2 separate regions of the Mus musculus genome follow, and region 2 is linked to region 1. Evidence: chromatin contacts called from public promoter capture Hi-C data. All regions are on one chromosome and are shown on one strand. The core of a region is the stretch at or near the end of the contact, and the rest is flanking DNA. Distances in the headings are between cores, read along the strand shown.

Evidence for each region. Promoter capture Hi-C pulls out the DNA fragments that hold promoters and counts their contacts.
Region 2: a contact with region 1 is called in a promoter capture Hi-C map of hippocampal neurons, with 5 times the contacts expected there. The contact joins the enhancer-like site here to the promoter of Afap1 in region 1. A contact is called at or near these places in 4 of 39 promoter capture datasets (the 3T3-L1 cell line, cranial neural crest, hippocampal neurons and 1 more), 11 of 484 Hi-C or Micro-C datasets (the AML12 cell line, the C2C12 cell line, Sertoli cells and 5 more), 7 of 115 datasets of contacts at active chromatin or transcription factors (craniofacial prominence, differentiating embryonic stem cells, embryonic hindbrain and 4 more) and 1 of 9 other capture datasets (embryonic stem cells).

The regions. Positions count from the first base shown.
Region 1 is chr5:35,889,610-35,896,264 of GRCm38.p6, forward strand. Afap1 (actin filament associated protein 1) reads left to right here and starts at 3,710. Exons shown (of 17, transcript NM_027373.2): 1 at 3,710-3,931.
Region 2 is chr5:36,412,031-36,418,685 of GRCm38.p6, forward strand. No RefSeq gene overlaps it. Among named protein-coding and RNA genes, the nearest start is that of Sorcs2, 17 kb to the left of the region's middle. Within about 2 kb of position 2,866, at least 64 of the 459 cell types and tissues checked have an H3K27ac peak or open chromatin away from gene starts, as enhancers often do. A contact at or near this core is called in Sertoli cells, embryonic fibroblasts and hippocampal neurons, where this site is marked.

The DNA.
Region 1 (6,655 bases), core at 2,460-4,959:
GAAGTGTATTAAAGGGTCGCAGCATTAGGAAGGTTGAGAGTCCCTGAGATGGAGTTACAGGTGTTTTGTAAGCTGCCTCAGCTGAACTCTGAACTCTGATCCCTTGATAGAAATGTAAGCATTCTTAAAGACTGAGCCATCTCTTTAGCCCCTGGGGAAATCATTAAACTCTAAAAAATGGAAGTGGAGCTGTATAAATGAACACAGCATACACATATTGCTTGAATTAGACAAACAACCATTTGTTGCATTGTTCCTGGGAGCAATGAAGCATGACGTCATGGTTTTGCCAGCATTCACAGGACTCCTGTTGGTTTTGGGGGTGTGTCATGTGAAATGTAATTAGAGAAAGACAATATGCACATTGCGTTGAAATTTGAAAAGAATCAGAAACTTCAAGGCTATCTTCCAGAAACTAAGCTGGAAGGGCTCGGCGCTTAAGAGCACTGACTGCTCTTCCAGAGGTCCTGAGTTCAATTCCCAGCAACCACATGGTGCCTCCCGACCATCTGAAATGGGATCCGATGCCCTCTTCTATCATGCAAACACAGCACTTATATACATAAATGAATACGTCTTAAGGGAAAAAGAGAGAAACTAAGCTGCATATGGTGGCTCACACTCCTGTCATCTCTAATCCTGGCTCTTGGGAGGTGGGGCAGAAGGCGTGGGAATTCAGGGTCATCTCTGCTAAGTTCAGAGTTCAAAGCCAGTTTGGGAACCTGTTTCAAAGAAAGAAAAAAGAAAGAAAAGAAAGAAATTGTATTGGCCAGACCCAGCATACAAGAGGCTGAGGCAGGAGGATGAGCCATTATTTACTTCCCTCCTCCTCCTCTGTATACACATGTGCTTGCATGTACACACACACATACACACACACAAACATGCACACACATGAACATGCACACACATACACACACGCATTCACACATGCACACACACATGCACATACACGCACATGCACACACGCACATGCACACACACATGCACGCACACACATGCACACACACATATGCACACACATGCACACAATGCACACACATGCACACACACATGCACATACACGCACATGCACACACGCACATGCACACACACATGCACGCACACACATGCACACACATGCACACAATGCACACACATGCACATACACGCACATGCACACACACATGCACGCACACACATGCACACACATGCACACAATGCACACACATGCACATACACGCACATGCACATGCACACACGCACATGCACACACATGCACACACGCACATGCACACACACACACACATGCACACACATCAGGCAGCTGATCTAATAGCATTACAGCTTGGGGGAGTTCATGGGACTCAAGCTGGGGTTGTGGAGCTCTAGGCCCTGCCCTCCGCTTCTGACACTCTCCTCCTCTCTACCTTTCCTACAAGTGTCCAAGTCACCAAACACGGACTGATACATGTGGTGTGGCTATCGTTTGGGGTGGGTGTTGGGGGGAACAGCCACAAGCAAACTACCAGTTAGCACCTGCATTTGTGTGTCTATCCAGAAGCTCAGCTCACCCACCGATGCAGGTCAACCTTGGCCGAAAGGGTGAGAGGCAGAGGAAGGAGAGGGAGCCGAACTGAAATCCTGGTCCTCAGAGAAGCCGAGGCGCATGCGACGGACGAGCCTCAGAGGTCTTCTGGTCCCTTGCTCAGGTTCTCAAGGAGGAAGCCTGAGTATGAAGGAGGAGGTGACCTCACCTCAGAGCCAGGAAAGAGATTAATGTCCTCCCCCATCAGTGTAGCACAGACCCAGAGTCTGCAGACGGCTCAAAAATAAATAACTAAAGGTATTTTTCATGAGTTATGATTCATTTTAGAAGAAAATATCTACAATTATGTTTGGAGCCTGGGGCACTGTCCACATCCACATTTTATTGCTGTGGAGTGAACTGGCCAGAAATCTATGCAGATGCCAACAGGGTCTGTCATCTTTGAAAAAGCCAATTTGAAAACTTGGACTGAATTGCTTGAGCTTCGGATAAAATAGTGAATGATGCCCTGGAGGACTCCTTTATGGCCAACCCCTTTCAACTCCAACCAGAACCAGTTACCCCCAACCCTCCCTGGACCCTGTCTGCTCATATGAAACGGGCCTGAGGCCACTGGAGGACACTCAGGATGACAGCATGAGAGGGTAACACAGGTTGGAGTGACTGGCCTTTAGACATTTCTGTTCTTAGAATGTTCCGGGCCATAATAGCCATCTCTCCCATCCTCACGCCACCTGCCTTCCCCTCCCATCTTCCTTGGCTCCCTTTATTTGTCTCCTTCTCTGGCCTTCCCCAAGCACAGCTGCTCTCATTTTTGAGCAAAGCAGCCCACCATCCTGCCTCTGTGTCCCAGCACAGCTCGTACAGCAGGACGGTGTCCCAGAATGTCTCGCTTTTCTGTTGTCCTGATAATACCTGGACAAAAGCAAGTTAGGAAAGAACGGTTTCTGTTGGCCCACGGCTCTCCAGCTGTGGTCCAGTCCTTGACTGTAAGGAAGTCACAGTGTCAGGAGCTGAAGGCTGCTGGTCCTACCACACTCACCTTCAAGAAGCTGAGGCCAATTAATACCTGAACTCAACTAGATGGCTCCTTTTAAAACAGACCAGGACTTGAGCCCAGTGACAAGTGCTACCCACCTTCAGTGTTAGTCTTCCCACCTCAACCAAATCTAGGTAACTACTTTGTACATGCATGCTCAGCGATGAGGTAATCCTTCACAACAAGTTAACAATTAACACTAACCACACCAATCAAACCCATTCCCAAGAATAGCTCTTCTCGAATAAGGGGCTGTACCAAGAGGCCCCAGTGCCTGGGCAAGCAGATCATCTGTTGGCTTGGGGAGTCAGACAGGAGGATTGAGGCTCTGCATGGACTCCAGGACTCACTGAGGAGCGGCAGGCTGGCCTGTCTCTGGAAGTAAGCTATTTGTAATTTGGGGGGAGTCCAACTGAGGTCTGGTGATCACTGCTGACTGGATTGGATCCTGCAGTGATCATGTATGTGGATAGGGCTTCTGATGAGGGTATCCATCCCAAGAGAAGCATGCTGTCTCCAGCCATGATCACAAAGGCTCTCGTCAGAGGCAGAAGGGAAGTCTTGGAGAAGAGGGACAGGTTGTGAAATAGAGGGAAATCCACGAATGTTGTAGAGATACATTCCAGAACAGTCCTCTAAGGCTTGGGCGAATTTTAAAGATAATTGAGATATGGATAAATGGAAATGGTAGTAGGTAGATAGGAGTCATGCCTGGTGGGGGAATGGAAAAACAAAAAACAAAAACAAGGCTCTGAGCAGGAAAGGGATGAGATTAATAATTGGATCCTGAAGTAGGACAGCGAAATGGATCTGCTTGGCACAGCACCTAAAGGGAGTTTTCTCTTTCTTTCCACCCTTAATGATACCAACACCCTTCGACCAGAAGACGGACAAGGCTATGAGGATCGCAATTCGGATGGCAAGAACCATCAGTTTTCCTTTAGAACCAATTCTAGCTTTGGGGTGAGCACCGAGTACCACTGAGCTTAGTCCACGTGGGCGCTGAGCCCGAAGCGAAATCAGATCAGCGCAGAGTCCCGGGTGCCGGCTCGGACCCACGGCCCCGCCCAGCCTCTCTTTGTTCCTCCTGGCCCCGCCCCCTCCGCCCAACTCCCTAACCATTGGCTAGAGGGCGGGTTCTTGCTGTTCAGGGGGCGGGGCTATGGAGGCAGGCGGGGCCTGTCGCGCCTGCGCAGAATCCTCCGGCCACAGCTCGCACCGGCGGTGTCTGGGCTCCAGGTCCCGACTGAGAGATCGCTGAGCTGCGCAGGGCCCCGCCCCGGGCTCCATTGTTGAGGCAGCGGGCGCTCCGCGGGCTGCGCTCCTCTCGGCCGTCCAGTGCTCACGAGCCACTGAATCCTGAGGTGAGGCGGCGGCGACTTTGAACCCGTAGCGGGGCCAGGTGTCCCACGATGTCCTCGGGCAAGGTCCCCAAGCTGGATGCCCTGGGCCGGGCAGGGTCCCCAGACAAGGCTGGGCAGGATCTCCAGGGCCGGGTAGGGTCATCGAGGCCCTTCAGGGTGTTAGACAGGACTGACCAGGGACTCCTGACAGGGCAGCGTCTCCGGACAGGGCATGGTCCCTATACAGGGGTGGACGGGGTCTCCAGGGCTAAGTTGGATCCCTGGAGGTCAGAGTCCCCAGGGCCAGGTAGGGTCCCCGAGGCCCTTCAGGGTCCCCAGACAGGGCTGGGCAGGGTCAGCGGGCTGGGATGGTTTTCCAAGAACTGTTCGAAGATCCGGTCATCCGAGACCTAAAGGACAGACCGCATATTTGGACTTGCAGGACGATCGCTAAGGCTGAACTGGGGTTCCCGGCTTGGCAGTCGGCTGAAATGGGTCGGAGAGTGTGCTGCCCGGTTGGTGGCAGCTGCCTTCTCCTCTAGAGGGACAGGAACACCGAGAGGGCTGGCCTGGATGGACCCGAGCACTCAGGAGTCTGTGCGCCCTGGCATTGTCTCGCCGCCGGGTGGCACAGAGGGCTCTGCACCTCCAGGTCCTGGCCACCCCACGAGTGGGCTCTTTTCCGGCCCTCCTTCTTGGGTGTAGCTAGTTGATTGTCACCAAGAGGGACCGGGGGTTGGGGGACCCTTGTGTGAGGGAGCCTTCCTGTTTCCCTATGTGGTGTGGATGGCTCCGGAGGTAACTACGTGGACTTAAGTGTGTGGGGAGGCTTGGCGGGTGGAAAGGCTGTTTCTGTCCCTGTATTGGTACGATTTCGTGTGTCAGTGAAGGTGACAGCGTGGACACGCGCGCATGGGATCCTGGTCCTGTGTCCCATGGCTTGTCGACCCAGGCTTTGCCCATTCAGTCCTGGCCCCCGCTTTGGGTGTGCATTGGGCACTGGAGTTTCGGTGAGGTGAGCGAAGCCCTGTGCGTGCTGGGCGCAGTTAGCCTAAGGTGGTGTGGACCGGACTTTGGTATTGTCTTTATTCAGTGAGTTGAAGCGGGGAGCGGGCGGGGTGGGGGGCGCTACACGGGCTCTGGAGTAGCCCGTCTGAGAACGTGCCCCTCACCCTGCGGGTCTCTGGGGAGCGTGGGGCTGTCACTGTGCTGGAAGCTGCAAGTCCAGCCATGGAGTTTCTTACTCCTGACTTAGGCCTGGCGACCCAGAGGCCGGTGCTGATTGGAGGGAGCAGAGCCTCTCTGCCCTCAGCTTCTTGATTTCTTCCGTTGGGAAGAAAAAAAAAATCTGGAAAGCCAGAGAGTTGACTTTGTAACTCCCAGTCAGCGCCTGGCAAGTGGAAGAAACTCTCCCAAGAACTTGGCGTGCTGCAGAATGAGTTTGAATCAAGAAAATCTACACCCAGGGAACCAAGCCAAAGCAGTTACAGTTGGAGATCAGATTTATGAAGGCAGCCCTGGGGTGAGGTCCAGGGAGGGGACCTGATGCTGCCCCTCAGGCTGGGCCCTCCTCAGCTACTAACTAATGTGGAGACCATTCATTAGATACTGCTTCTTTGAGCATTTCAAAATCACTTGTCATGTATCCAGGATGGTGTGTGTGTGTGTGTGTGTGTGTGTGTGTGTGTGTGAGAGAGAGAGAGAGAGAGAGAGAGAGAGAGAGAGAGAGAGAGAGAGAAAGAGAGAGAGAAAGAAATCAAGCCAGTGTCTTTCTGTGGGGAGAAGGCAGGCAGCATTTGGAACTAGGAGTTTCAATAAGCAACCCACAGTTTGTCCTAAAAGAGAGCCCAACTCTAATAGCAGGATAGGATATGAAACAGCTAGGAGCCATCCTTGTCCTGCTATAAGATGCACACTTAGTCTCTGCCATCTCCTACTTCTGTGCTTGCACCAGCTCAGCTCTGGGTGCTGAGCTCTGGCAAGCTTCTGCCTCATCAAATGTTCTCTCTGAGCCTTCCTTATGTTAGTTCTGTCCTTTAGACATTGTGAGTTTGGGCCAAAAGTACCTATCATAGCTTGTTAAAACAAACAAACAAACAAACAAACAAACAAAAAAACCAACACTCTGAAAGCCACAGACCCAGTTTGTACCCCAGAGCAGGGAGGAGGTGGGGCCCAAATGAGAGAGCCTTTGTCTACACCATGAATCCAGGTACAAAGCCTCAACCCACCAAAGATAGTAAAGATTTTTTTTAACCTGTCTGACTGAGTGTGTTTTATGATGTAGAGTACTCGAACAGAGTTCATTGAGTCTAATTTTGGCCCTGAAGTTGATTTACTGTCCTTCCTGGGTAGTTTCTCCTCTAGGTTTTAGCAGTCTCACCTTTGAAAGTCTTCAAGTAGACAATTTTAAGGAACATTCTTGGCCCTAAACCCTTCATTCTTTTAACCAAATATAGCAGAAGGAAGTTGGCCTATGGCAAAGATATAAAGGAGATATTTGAAAAATGTAGTCTAAAGAGCAAGCTACTTCCTTGCTTCTCAGTTTCTTTTTACAAAGGTTTATCCAAGGACTGAGAGATGGCTCGTGGTCAAGGTTGCTGGCTGCTTGTGCAGAGGACCTGGGGCGGTCCTATACCCACATGGTCTAGCTCCAGGGCACCCAATGCCATCTCTGGCCTCTGCGGACACTGTGTGCATGTGATATGACAGACATATGGAGGCAAAACGCCCATAGTCATTAAG
Region 2 (6,655 bases), core at 1,616-4,115, 520 kb after region 1:
ACCACTCGTAATGAGATCTGACGCCCTCTTCTGGTGCATCTGTAGACAGCTACAGTGTACTTATTTATAATAATAAATAAATCTTTTTTTAAAAATCCCCACATTCACCAAAGCAACTAGTAAAGATTGGACTTCAAGTTCAGGGTTGCAGCTCAACAATAAAGCACTTTTATGAAGTTCTTGTTTCAATTCCCAGCCCTGCTAAAATAAAATAAGGAAGATGTTAAACATGGTCAAAGTAATGTGTAATATGTAAGAGCACAACTACTTAGGGGGCATATCAGTTTTAGAAAGTTCACATGAATGTCTCACCACACCATATTTTTGACCCCGTCATAGGGTTTTACTGCTGTGAACAGACACCATGACCAAAGCAACTCTTATAAACAAAACATTTAATTGGGGTTTGCTCACGGGTTCAGAGGTTCAGTCCATTATCCTCAAGGCAGGAACATGGCAGCTTCCAGGCAGGCATGGTACAGGCAGAAGTAAGAGTTCTACATCTTCATCTGAAGGCAGCTAGAAGACTGGCTTCCAGGCAGCTAGGGCAAGGGTCTTAAAAATCCATGCTCACAGTGACACATCTGTTCCAATGAGGCCACACCTCCTAATACTGCCACTCCCTGGGCCAAGCATATTTAAACCATCACAGACCCTATTTAACTGTCTGCAAAATGGGCTGATATTAAAAATGCCCTGTGAGAGAGGTGTGATAAACCAGCCATGTACAGTTGAACCACAGGTGAGGGTCCTTGCAGTCATTCCCAACTGCTCTGAAAGACACTAAGTGCCATCAAGCAGCACCTGAGGATGGTACAGCCCAGCCCGATGTGGTGACATACCGGGTACCACCTAAAACTGACTCTCACAGCAGGGATGCATCTCATAAATATCTCCATCCAAGTGAAAGCAACGCAGACAGAAAATCCCCACAGTGTCTGTGTGATTCCATTTATTTGAAATTTACAGGACACAGCAAATAATGCAGTATTGCCCGGGGCTAGGGTGGGAACAGTGGCTGCTTGTAAATGAGACCCGGGTAGGCTGCCAGGTACTCCTTAGCTGGACTGCAGGGTGACTGCACACGGTTATAACTGGCCAAAAAATCACCGAAGGGCGGGCTTTAAGTGGATAGACTTTATGGTGTGTAAGTTATGCCTCAATAAAGCTTTCTTTTATAAAGACAGAAATGTGCTTCCACATTGGCTGTCATTCCATGTGGGTCTACCCCATGTTGGACAGAGTGGAATGACTGTACCTATAGCCACTGGTGGCTGAAAGGCCAACAACATGTCCCAGCCTTCTTGCAGCCCCCTACCTCTGTTAGTAGCATCCCATTCTACAGGTGAGAAGAGTGAGGCTCTGAGACATTATGTACACTGTGCCAGGTCCCATAGCCCACCAATTGTCAAAGTCTTACCTTGAACTCCACAGCCTTCAGCCGCAACCCCACCCTCATCCTCTATGCGACGGCCTCCAGATCTAAGGGCCTTAGCTTCTCCAGATCTGAGCCTGCTTGTCACTGAACACTCATCTGGGACCACTCTGTCATAGCCTTGTCCTGCTCCTTGGATCCCTGGGGTGGTCCTCAGTCTCCTCACCCCAGGATAACTCTTCTCTGACTTCAGCTTTCCCAGCTCCCAGACTGGTCCCTTGCTCAGAGGTACCTACCCTCGGAGGCTCATCTTGATCATTGGCTATTGGCACACCTGCCTTACACATCCACTTCAACCTGAGAACCACTCCAAGCAATTGTGTTCAATAATAATTGACATGTGCCTATCACAAAGACGTGTCTCCCACTTTGACCCTAAGAAACTCTGGATATAACATTATCTGGAAGCAGGGTCCTTGTGAGTAAGATTTGCTAGGAATTTCAAGGTTAAATTCAAGCAGTCTGGTTCAGGGTGGATCCTAAACCCCTGACATCACATGGCCTTATAAAACATAGGAAAGAGAGCTAGAGAGATGGCTTAGTGGGTTAAAGCACTTGCCTCACACACCTGAGGACCTGAGTTCAAATCCCCAGAACCTATGTGAAGCCCAATGTGAAAGCACGTGCCTAAAATGCTGTCTTAGTCATAATTCTATTGCTGCAAAGAGACATCATGACCACAGCAATTTGTATAAAGTTTGCTTACAGTTTGGAGGTTTAGTCTGTTATCATCATGGTGGGAAGGGTAGCAGTGTGCATGGCAGACATGGTGCTGGAAGACCTGGGAGTTCTACACCCAGATCCACAGGCAGCAGAAAGCAACAGCAGGCCACTGGGTCTGGCACACTTTCCCCAATGAGGCCACGCCTCCTGGTTCTTCTCAAGTAGTGCTGCACCCCAATGACTAAACATTCAACTACATGAGCTTATGGGGGTGATTCCTATTTTAAACCACCTCATGTTTGTAAGCGAGATGGGCATGAGGACAGTAGAGTCCCCTGAACTTGCAGATGCAAACAGCAAAGAGATGAGAGCCCTGGGTCAAGGTTTGGGTTGTCCTCAAGCATTCCTGTGTGTGCTTTCACAAGCAAATGTCATACTACATATATGCAGTAAGAGAGGGAAGGAGAGAGAGAGAGGGAGAGAGAGAGAGAGAGAGAGAGAGAGAGAGAGAGAGAGAGAGCAGCCTTGGAGGGAAGCCTGTGGAGAGCAAGTGAAGAGGCTGGTGTAGTGTGCCTACAGTCTGAGGCGCACAGACCTCAGCAGCACAGCAGCAGAAGGCAGACAGCGGCCTCTTCAGACTCCCTCACAGACAGGAGTCTGCCTGCCCACACTTTGACCTTGGACTTGTAGCCTTCTCTCCTGTGACAGAACGCTGTGGTCATTTGTAAAGGCAGCTACAGGATAGGAAGGTAGGACCCCACACCCCAGCAGTGACTCAGCCTCAGCCAGTTCTATTCAGAGGAACCAGATTAGTCTGGGCCAGAGCCTCAGCAAGGCTTTGAGTTGTCAGCCAGAGCACCTGCCCTGAGGCCAGCAGGCATACAAGGCAAGTGATTTTATCCTTTCTGAAGACTCAGATGTGGCGCAGTGGCCCGAGGGCCACACCTGCCAGCTTGCTGCCCCCATTTCCTTGTGGCAAGCTCTCTGCTGCTTTTCTCAAGAGGCTTCTGTCACCAGAGCCAGCAGAGGTCTCCTGCATGAACCAACTACCGCAATCAGAATGACAGGAAACAGGGAGGTGGCATGCTCCCACACAAAGTGACTCATGATGGATGGAAGCTGTCAGTCAATTCCTGCTCCCTGTGGTGTGCAGTCTGTGGAAAGGCACAGAGGACTCATGGAGGAAGCTTTTACCTTCATCAAAAGAAGGAGCCGAGGACTGTGGGCTTGCTTCCCTCCATATCTAAGAAGTTCACACACACAGCTAGAAGAAAGCACATTTTCAGGGCAAGCCAAAGAGAAGAGCAGGTTTTGGGCAGTGTCTCCTGGTGGGATTTCCTAATGGAGTTCCATGATAGCAGGACATGACAGCCTCCCCATTGCGATGGGTGACTTCGTGTCCATGTGACAGTGAAATTCATACAAGTGTTTCAGCATGGCTCCTGATGTATCTGTGGTAGTGTTTCTGGGTGAGAATCCTATATGATTACAGCCACACATACACACACACACACACACACACTCCAGGGGGAAGAAGGATGGCATCCCAGGGACCAGGGTCTGGACAGAGTGGGTGAAGTAGGAAGGACCCTGCCACCTGCTTTTACTAGGATGTGACTATCCCTGCTCTTGGCACTCCCATGACTTAGGCCTTCAGACCCAGACTGGGGTCTACATCAGCCGGAGTGGCTGCTCTCAGGATGTCACAACACCACAGGCTCTTCCAGCACTCCAGCTTGCAGGTGGCACATCATGGGTTACACAACCTCTGTAATTTGTAATGAATACCATTCTTGAATTGATAGGTAGGTAGGTAGGTAGATAGATAGATAGATAGATAGATAGATAGATAGATAGATAGATGATTGATAATCAATAGTTAGGTGATAGGTAAATGATGCATAGATGATAGATAAAATGATAGCAGATACATGATTGATAATTGAAAATCAATAGTTAGGTGATATATAAATGATACATAGATGATAGGTAGATAAATTGATAGACTGGTGATGATGATGATGATGATGATAGACAGACATTTGAGAATGAACAGGTGAGTGATGGGTTGGCTGGTAAGTGGATGGATGGAAGGATGGATGGACAGACAAGCAGATACTAACTGTTGTCTCTCACAGCTATGTGACTGTGCCTGATGACACTGGACTACCTGCTAGGAATGGCTGGACGGGAAGTTCTGTGATGTGTATATTTTAATTACAACTTGTGGGTTCTTTTTTGTTGGTTTGAGACAGTCTCGCTGTGTAGTTACAGGCTGGCCTGATCTCACAATCCTCCTAACTCAGCATCCCAGCTCTCACTTCACTGGCCTTCCTTCCCATGCCTCTCAAACCGTGCAGATTGTTCTTTCAGACTTTAAAGCTCTTCCTTGCCAGCTCCAGCATGTTTCAAGGCTGGGAGAGTGTGTCAGGCAGAATCTTCCCTGAGCAACAACTAAGGGGAGGACGATCTTGTTCCACCTCTCGGTGGTTTCTGAGGTCTCAGATGTTGGTCCCATCCCTTGGGCCTGTGGTGAAAAGGACATCACAGCTGAAGAGACACCAGAGCAGAGAAGCCGAGCAGCTTGCCTTGTGGCACCAGGAGACTGAGGAATAACAGGAAGGAGCCAGGGCATGATACACCCACAAAGACACACCCCTAGGCAGGTACCTACTTCCTCCAACCAGGCCCCATCTTCCACGGCCTCCTCTAATAGCCAACTTAGATGCTGAAGTCATCAATGAACATTGGAAACATTTTTTTCTCCCTATCCCCTTTGGCTTTTATTAAGACATGGTAGGTATCATTATGTCTCTTTCACTCTCCTGGAACTCACTCTGTAGACAACGCTGGCCTTGAACTCACAGAGATCTGCCTGCTTCTGCCTCCTGAGTGTTGAGATTAAAGGCGTGTTCCTGCCTGGTTTGGAAACATCTTTACAGAAGCACCCAGAAATGTATTTCACTACACCTCCAGGTGTCCCACAATCATAATCCAATCAAGTTGACAACCAATAGCAACGATCTCAAAGGTTGATTCATTAAGACCATCTGCCTGGAGCTCCCAGTCAGAGATCATGGCTTAGTGGTAAATTGAGCCTGATTCATTAACCATGTCTGCCACGTGGAACATCAACAGCCATGTGGCATGGCTATCCACCATGACTTAAGGAACTTAGCCTTCCGTGGACACTTGACCTTAATGCAAGGCTAGAATAGGGCATGCTGGATGCTGGAACTTCCATGGAGTCCCCAACTGATAATACCAGAATAATTTCCAACTCTAGGTTGAGGTCAGGTCCACCACAGTGCCCTCTGCCACTCGCAGAACCCCCGATTTTCCGTAAACCAGCAATTTCCCTTCCTCTTCTTTCAGATCAATGAAATCAAATATTGTGTGAAGAGAGGGGAGGATTGTCGAACTCCACAGCCAGCCAGCTTCTCTCTTCCCGGGAGCCTGTTCAGTAACCATACTAAGAGGTGACTGACCGAGTGATTGAAATACATTTGTACTAAAAATATTTTAAAAGCCCTTCTCTTGATTTATACCCAAAGCAAATATCACCAAGGAGAATGAGTTTTCAACTCAAGTAGCTCTTATTCCTGATATAACTAAATTAGCCCCTTTGAACCAGTGGTTTTGCTCTGATGCCTGTAATAAAAATAACAATAATGTGCATTTAGAGGGCGGTTTATCCTCTCCAAAGCACAGGCCTTTCGTACCATACAATTCCCCCTCATCCATGCTGGTGCTCAGTGTGACAGGGCCAGCGGAGGGGGAGCTGGGGTCTAGGGTTTCCCAGAGGCTGCTTGCAGCCAGCAAAATCAGCACATCTTCAAATATGGAAGAAGGCTTATTTCATACGCTTCAGAGGTGGAGAGACAAGCAGGTTAGAAGGGTCTTCAACTGCTGCAGGCTAAACAGATGTCTCCCGACTCACACCCCGAAGCCCTAACCTACAAGAAGATGGCGTTTGGAGGTAGGACTGTTCGGAAGTGGACAGGGTTAGATCAGCTCATGAGGGTAGAGCCCCAATCCAGGGAAGCTTCCTTATAAGGAGAGACACCAGGCTAGAGACACTGCTCATCAGTTAAGAGTACACTCTGCTCTTCCAGAGGACCAGAGTTCAAATCCCAGCACATACACTGGACTGCTCACAACTTCCTATAACTCTAGCTCCACCTCTGGTCTCTGTGGGCATCTGTGCTCACATGCACATGCACAGGCACAGACACACACACATACACACACACACACACACAATTACAAATAGAGTAAAAAAATGTTTTAAAGAGATGCCAAACAATATCCCCTCTTTCTCACACCCTCCCTTTCTTTCTCCCCCTTCTTCCCTCCCTCCTTCCTCTTTCTCCCTCTCCATCTCTCCCTAAAGGCAGCCATCTGTAAGCCCAAGAGAACCTTCACCAGCACCCACACTGGTACCCTAGTCTCAGCCTTCAGCTTGCAGAGTGTTGAGAAATAGATGCTGCTGCCTAAGCCCCATTGGTTGTAATAAATTACATCATAGACCCTTTGTGCAGATGCAACATACAGGCT